Regions from separate parts of the Mus musculus genome. Here region 2 is linked to region 1. The links are chromatin contacts, called in public Micro-C maps. All regions are on one chromosome and are shown on one strand. Each heading gives the region's core, a stretch centred on a gene start, on an enhancer-like site or on the middle of the called end of the contact. The rest is flanking DNA. Distances are from core to core; before and after follow the strand shown. Region 1 holds the start of Galnt17 (polypeptide N-acetylgalactosaminyltransferase 17). Region 2 overlaps Gm29681 (predicted gene, 29681).

The links. A called contact is a pair of places that touch in the nucleus more often than the background predicts.
Region 2: a Micro-C map of muscle stem cells shows a contact between it and region 1, with 3 times the contacts expected there. The contact joins the enhancer-like site here to the promoter of Galnt17 in region 1. A contact is called at or near these places in 1 of 39 promoter capture datasets (embryonic stem cells), 2 of 484 Hi-C or Micro-C datasets (muscle stem cells and myocytes), 5 of 115 datasets of contacts at active chromatin or transcription factors (embryonic stem cells and forebrain) and 2 of 9 other capture datasets (adipose tissue and pancreatic islet).

What each region holds. Positions count from the first base shown.
Region 1 is chr5:131,305,979-131,309,739 of GRCm38.p6, forward strand. It overlaps Galnt17 (polypeptide N-acetylgalactosaminyltransferase 17), which reads right to left and starts at 1,544. Exons shown (of 11, transcript NM_145218.3): 1 at 385-1,544. The coding sequence starts at 622.
Region 2 is chr5:131,396,743-131,400,510 of GRCm38.p6, forward strand. The region is part of intron 2 of Gm29681 (predicted gene, 29681); the gene reads right to left. Among named protein-coding and RNA genes, the nearest start is that of Gm29681, 16 kb to the right of the region's middle. Within about 2 kb of position 1,694, at least 2 of the 459 cell types and tissues checked have an H3K27ac peak or open chromatin away from gene starts, as enhancers often do. A contact at or near this core is called in muscle stem cells, where this site is marked.

The sequences.
Region 1 (3,761 bases), core at 294-2,793:
TAAAGGAATAATGTATTTACTCGAGCCCTCACTTTGCAAGCCATGACACCCACTTCCCTACCAGCTCCTCCATCAAACACCATGAACTGACAGCTATTTCCTTTCTAGAGGTTCCCAGTCTGCAGTATGTTCTAAGCTGGAGTCACGAGCAGAGACCAAGAGTCGACTGTAGTGGCAGGTTTCTAGAGGAAGACCAAACTTCCAGCTGCAGTATATCATGAAAAAGAATCCGGTGGTGGTTTCTACAATAGTCCCAGGCACAGGGCAGGGATGGAAGAGAGAGATCGGGCTGGTTCAGATGTCAGCTTAGGATACAGAGAGCCAGGGAGATCACCCTGTGCCCTGCTTGCACCACGACCCACAGGCGGCAGGGCACGTCCTTACCATTAAGCTGCCTGTAGACGATGTCCTCCAGCAGCGACAAGCGCTTCAGGACCGCATCCTGGATGGGGCTGGCGCTGTGCGCGCTGAGGTTGGCCACCTCTGCGCGAGGCCGGATCTCGTGGAAGGCGTCTCCGCTGCGCACCGCGATAGGCCGACACTTAGCCAAAAAGATCACGAAGCCGGCCACCGCGATCAAGTTCAACACCAACAACACTTTGACTCTCCTCAGTGAAGCCATCAAACAACACGGCCGGTCCTTTCCCTGGACCCACGCCTCTACCAGCCTCACCTGCGAGGCGCAGGGCAGCCTGAGACGGAGTAGACCCCACACACCGAACAATGGCCGAGGGAGGGGGCAAAGGGCTGGGGGTCCCAGCTGCTGTTGACCACAAAACGCCGATTCTCTGGCGCCAGTAACCACTGGAAGGACGCGGCTGATCTCTCACATGGAAGCCCCTGGCTTGCAAAAGTGTCTCTGAAATGCCTGCTCCGTCCACAGCACGCAGTCCCTTCTACAAGACAGCAAAAGATAAAGGTCCCAGGGTCTCTCCCTGTAGAACAGCAAACAGGTTGCCTTTAGACTTTGGACCTCCTCCGCAGACGTAGACCTTCAGGAACAATCCTTTGGTAGTCGGAATGCTCTGGGGATGTGGCGGGAGTGGCGCGCAGGTGCCGGGCTCCAGCTCTGCGCCCGCCGGCGGAAGAGCGCGCCACTCCTGGAGTTGCGCGGCCGACACTCTCGCCCGCAGGCGGCCGTCGCAGGGCGAAAATAGAGTTCTTCAGCAAAGGACCCGCTCCTCAGGGCGGGTGTCTTTGTTCAGCTCACCGGCTCTCTCCATCACTCTGAGAAGAGGAAAACCCCGCGCCCCGTGCCTGCATCCTCCAGGCTCCGCAGTCACGCTCAAATCTCAATGACTCTCTCAAAGTGGAGGGGGGGACAGCAGGAAAGGGGCGGGAGCAGGGACCCAGCGCGACGTCCTCTCCGCCCCCACCCCGCCCGCAAAACTCACCAGTGCGCACAGCGCCACGGGTTCCCGGACACGTTCCAAGTCCCTACACGAGCCTCCGGGGCCTGCCGGACACACTGGCTTGTCTCGGGAGGTGGCGCGTTGCGAGGCTGGCCGGAAGGAGGAGTCGGACCTCCAAAGTCACACCAGTTGTCTACACGCCTTTCTAAATGTCGCGGGGGAGGGATGCGCGCTGGCGCCCCCGCAGCCTGTCACCACGGCCCGTGCAGCTCGTCCCAAGCCCCCAAGGGAACCAAGATCCGAGTGTCCCGATCACCGGATGCAATGACACCGCGGCTGCGGCACTAAGAGTACACACGGTCCCCTAGAGGGAATGGTGGGATAGATTGGAGCAGCTGGGAGCCAAGAGGGGATGCTCAGGTGGCGACGGAAGGCGGGGCGCGGTCCCGAGGGGAGCGGCTGCGGCGCCGACTCCTCCTTCGCGGTCCCTTGGTCACCCTCTTCCCTGAGAGCCAGTCGCCAACGCCGCTGCCACCCGCAGGCTGCGGAGCGCACAGCTAGGGGAAGCTGGCCCACTCTTGCGCGCGCACCCGGAAAGGGTGGGGGTGTCTGGAGAGAGCGGGGAGCGCGCCGGACCAAGAGCAGTCATGTCCTGTTGGCTGCTAAGGGCTGTGAGGGACCCTTGGGGTTCTCAGCGCTCTCTAAGCAGCCGGGTTTGTTCCATCCCGGCAGACGAGGAAGACATCCCTTTCTCTTGGCTTAGCTGCTCTGCTTAGCTTGGCCCGGAATGGCTAGAGGGAAAATCTGGCCTGGAGACTCGGATTCCGCTACTTTCAGAGCAAGGCCCTGTGTCCTTCTTGCTTGAGCCCTGGGAGAGTTCTGACCATCTTAGTTGGTGCTTCTGTGCTTGCCCCTACTCTGTAAACTCTTATTTTGGTGCCATGCACTTGGATTTATGGCCCTGATGGGTCTCCACAACCTACTTCTTTTCCTGAGACCCAGGAGTTCCAAAGACTGGAATCCAAACCTGCCCTCTAATTTTTTTTTTTTTTTAATTGCTTAGGCCAGAGAAAGAAACCAGACTGCCAGCAGATAAGAATCAGCTGAGTGAATTCAGGGACTCCCACTTCATTCTTCCCATCCGATTAAAGTTTGTTGCTGTTGTTCATTGGTTAGTTTTGTTTGGTTGACTTAGATTTAAGCTTTTGGTTGGAGCATGGAAGGGGGGCGGTTCAGGGGGCATGTTCGGGTTTGGGGGTTTGGAGATGGGATGTAGTTAAGCTGTTGAGCTGAAGTTGAGTGCTTGCCTAGACCTCAACTGGATATTCCCACCCCACCCCCCACCTCCAGCTCTTCACAGCCAGGCTTGCTGGTGGCAAGCCTATAATCCCAGCACTTGGAAGGTAGAGGCAGGAAGATCAGAGACTCACAAGCATCCTTGTCTATAAAGTAAGTTCCAGGTTAGATTGGTTGGGTTTCTTTTAAAAGGGAACGAAGTGTTTTCTTGTTTGCTTTTGTTTGTTTGGACCTTGATGGAGATTTTAGTGTTCCTTTGTTTATGCCATCTCAGTTAGCCTAGGCTAGTTAGCCCCTAACTGATGATTCCTGATCTCTTAACTTCACCTCCCAAATACTAGGATTGCAGTCCTAGCCACCAAGCCTGGCCCTCATTTCAATAAAGGTATTGTTGTTTGGGGGCTTGGGGGGGGGGGAGGGAGTTCGTTTTCCTTTGTTGTCCTTGGTGTTTTACACAATTAACAGCAAGCACCTTTACAGTTTTTCACTAAAAAAAAAAAAAAAAAAAAAGGACATGGAGAGCCAGGCTTGGTGGTGTGGGTGTCAAGTCTGCTACTCAGAGGTCTGAGTGACACAGGAAAAGTCCCCAGAATTCCAAACATCATACAGTCACAAAAACTACCTGCAGCTGTCAAAACCACGCCCCTGCTAGAACACGAGACAAATCACAGTCAACTGCTATGGACAATCTGAGGCAGCCTCATATCCCACACCTGGGATTAAAATGAAAACATTCTTATGTTTCTGTGTTTTTAAAGAAACCAAAATTCCCACTACAACTTCTCATGATGGAACAGTAAGTAAGATGTTTCTCTAGTCCTACTTTCTTCCTTTAAAAACAAACACAAAACTTAGTTGTGTATGTGTAGAGACGTGTGTATTTGTGCCACAGCCCATGTGTAGAGGTCAGAAGACAATTTGCAGGAGTCAGTTCTCTCCAGCCACTATGTGAGTCTCAGGGATTGAACTCAAGAAGTCAGGCTTGGCAGCAAGCCCCTTTACTTCCTTGAGCCATCTCATTGGCCTGCTCTTTTATTTTTTTATTTCTTTGGAGCCTACTCAGGATCCTTAGGGATTGAATTTTTTATAATCTACAGCGAACTGAGTACAAAA
Region 2 (3,768 bases), core at 444-2,943, 91 kb after region 1:
AGTAAAGGGGAGGGTGAAGGAAGAGGAAGAGGAGGAGGAAAAAAGGGGGACATTGCTCAATGGTTGAGTGCTCACCTACTATGTATAAAACCTTAAGTTCTGTCCTTAATTCCATTAAGGAAGGAAAGGAGGAAGGGAATGAGAGAGGAAAGAAAGGAAGGAGGAAGAGAAATGGATTTTTTTTTAACTTTTCTTGTCTTGGTGGCATAAACCTGGCATAGACAGTATTTAGAGATACTCACTCTTTAGCACAGGCTGCCCTTGAACCCATCATAGCATCCCTACTGTCTCATCATCCTAGTGCTGAGATTGCAGGTATGGCCACCATATCCAGCAGCCTGACATAAACAGCTTAAAGGAATATGCTGTTATTTTGGCTTGTGGTTTCAGAGTGTCTCCATCTGCCATGCCAGGAAAGGCATGATCAACAATTCTATCTAGGATTGTTGTGCAAAGAGCAGCAGTTTGTCTACATGGAGATCACTAGGAAGCTGAGGAAGCAGGCTGGAAGCCAAGCTGGCTCTAACCTTCTAAACCTTGTCCCTACTGAGACACTTCTGCTCCGCAGCCTTCAGGACAACTCCACTAGCTGAGGACCAAGAACTTGGAACAAGAGCCAGTTGGGGACTTGTTAGTTGCAGGCTACAGCCCTGAACATATGCCTGAATTTTGTTGCTGTTGCTATAATAAAATACCAGACAAAAAGCAACTTAGGGTGAAAACAAGGGTTTATTTAGCTTACAACTCGGGGTTACAGTCCATCTTGACTTCCAGTAGGGAAGTCAAAGCAGGAACTTGCAGCAGCTAGTGACATCATATCCCATCATGAGCAGAGAGAAATGAGTGTGTGCATGGCCATTACTGCTCAACTCTTTGTGCACACACGGGTTTTTTTGTTTTTGTTTTTGTTTTGGGGGGCTTTTGTGGGGGAAGAAGGTTGGTTGTTTTTTTTTTTTTTTTTTCGAGACAGGGTTCTCTGTATAGCCCTGGCTGTCCTGGAACTCACTTTGTAGATCAGGCTGGCCTCGAACTCAGAAATCTGCCTGCCTCTGCCTCCCAAGTTTTGGGATTAAAGGTATGCACCACCACCACCCCGCTATGCACACACAGTTTTATGCTCAAACCTAGGGAATGTTGCCACCCACAGTGGGCTCCATCATCCTACCTTAATTAAGGCAATCAAGACAATCTCTCCAAGATATGCCTACAGGCTAACTTAATCTAGGCAATCCATCCCTTGTTGAGACCCTCCTTATAGATGATTCTAGTTTGTATCAAGTTGACAACTAAAACTATCACAGCACGAAGCTAGAGAGATGTCTTGGTATTTAAGAGCATTGGTTGCTCTTCCAGAAGACCTGGGTTCAATTCCCAGTTCCATGAATTGGCTCATGGCTGGCTGTAACTCCATCTCTAGGGGATATTATGCCTTCTCTGGCCTCCACAGGCACTGTAGGAACATGGTATACAGACTTACATGCAAGCAAAACACCCGTACACATAAATAAATAAAATGTAAAATGTTTTAGAATTGTGAGAATGATCACAATGTATGCCATCTTCGTGTGATCCCGAAGCACTACAGTTTGTATACAGTTTGGGGGAGGCTTTCCCACACAGGCTTGGGAACGGTAAGCATGAGAAAGCTCTTAGCAGCATTGTTTACAAAAGACCAGGCTGGACATACTCCAAATGTCTGTCAGCACTGGATGGATAGAGCAGGTGCTAGATGGAATAACTGGCCAAATGTGACTACTGCAGAACTCTACAATGAAATAAAGGAAATGCCCATTTCCCACTGGTCTATGTAAGCCAGTCTCAAAGCATAGAGCATCAAGTAAAGGAAGCAAGCATTGGAATTCACATTTAGAAATGCCCAAAGAGCCTGGTGCCACAGTGTACACCTGTCATCCCACCACTGGTGATGCAGACAGGAGGCTCAGAAGATCAATGTCCTGCTGGAGACATGAAGAATTAAGGACCAGCCTGGGCTACATCAGAATCTGTTTACACACACACACACACACACACACACACACACACACACACACACACACAAAGAGGGATAAACTACTTATTGTTTAACACTGAATAAAACTAAAGAAAACTAAAGGGTTTCTCCGGGAAATAGACGTATGAATAGATATCATTAAAGAAGGCATCCTAGGAGCTCTGCGGTATAAGTAAATTTCCATTTTTCTCCCCTGTCTCCCTTTCTGCAGTATTAGAGATTGAATCTATGGCTTCATATATGCTAGGCAAGCTCTCTACCACTGAACCACACTCCCAGCACCTTACTGGGGAATTTAGGCAGGGGCTTTACATCTTAGATACACCCTGAGACCTCTCTTCACTCTTTATTTATAAGTTGCCTAGGCTTGCTCTGAACTCTGTAATTCAGGCAGGCCTTGAACATGCTGACAGTGATAGAGATCTCCTTGAGGCTTCTCTAGATGGTAGGACTTATCTGGCAGTGTGACCAAGTCCCACAAGATGGCAGTGACTTAGCCTAGAGAAGAGGGAGTAAGACAACGAAATCATGAAGGGTAAGAGTGGTCAGTGGCCAGGACTTACAGGAAAGAAAGTCAGACTCTTAGGAGGTGGCCCACAGTGACATGGATTAACCCATCCCCCAAATATTTTCCTTCACAAAGGTTCTCTGCAGTGATTCTCAGTCTATCACCAGAATTGAAGTCTTAGGCAGGGCTATCTGCTTGCTGTCAAATTCTTGTAACCCAATTCATTGTCATGAGCTGCCATTAAAAAGCCTGTCAGGACTTGTTAGATAGCAGAAGTCACCGAGGGAAAAGAATATTAGCAAATATGGCTTGTGGAGAGCTGTATGTCAAGATCCCTGAAGATCCCTGCCTGGTGCTCCCCTTAAAGGATTTACCCATGACTCATCCACTCATTCCTAACCTCCTCTGTTGCTGGTACAACTGCCTCCTCCTCCTCCTCCTCCTCCTCCTCCTCTTCCTCCTCCTTCCTCCCTCTTCTCCTCTTCCTCCTCCTCCTTCATCACATTCTTGATCTTTGTGTTGTCCTTCATATAGATTATATATTGAAGTTTCCATACGTGGATGAGCTCAGCTAAAAAGTAGGGGCTGGACATCTCTCTCTCTCTCTCTCTCTCTCTCTCTCTCTCTCTCTCTCTCTCTCTCTCTCTCTCTCTCTGTCTCTCTCTCTCTGCTATATACTTGTGGTGACCTCTTAGTGTCCTGATCTGGCCACCTGCTGGTGTGCCTCCCCCATCATTACATTCTTCCCTCCTCTCTCTCAGGACATAAAAACAAACTCTTCCATAAATGTAATAACCATAGCAACACAAAGTAACTTGTAGACCAAGTAAGTCTAAACAAAACTTGCCATCACAGTGGGGAAAGGGAGACCAAAGGGGAAAGAAACAATCTAAAGAGAGATTTATTTTGGTTCCAATATATCCAGTAAGAACTGGAGCTGGGCATGTAGCTCAGTAGGCTGCTTGCCTAGCATGCACGAAGGCCTGTACTATGTAAACACAGCAAGATGGTGTATGCCTGTAATCCTAGCCCTCAGGGATGTGGAGGCAGGAGGACCATCTTCGATTACATAGTGTTGCTGAGGCCAGCCTTGGCTACATGGGACCCTTCCCAAACAGACAAACAAAGAACACAACAACAGAATCCAAAGCAAACGAGCAAAAAACCAGAATGAGCTAAGGAAGAATTGAATAGACACAAGGGGTCTGTCTGTCTCCCAAAATGAGGATCGGTCTGTTCATCCAAATAT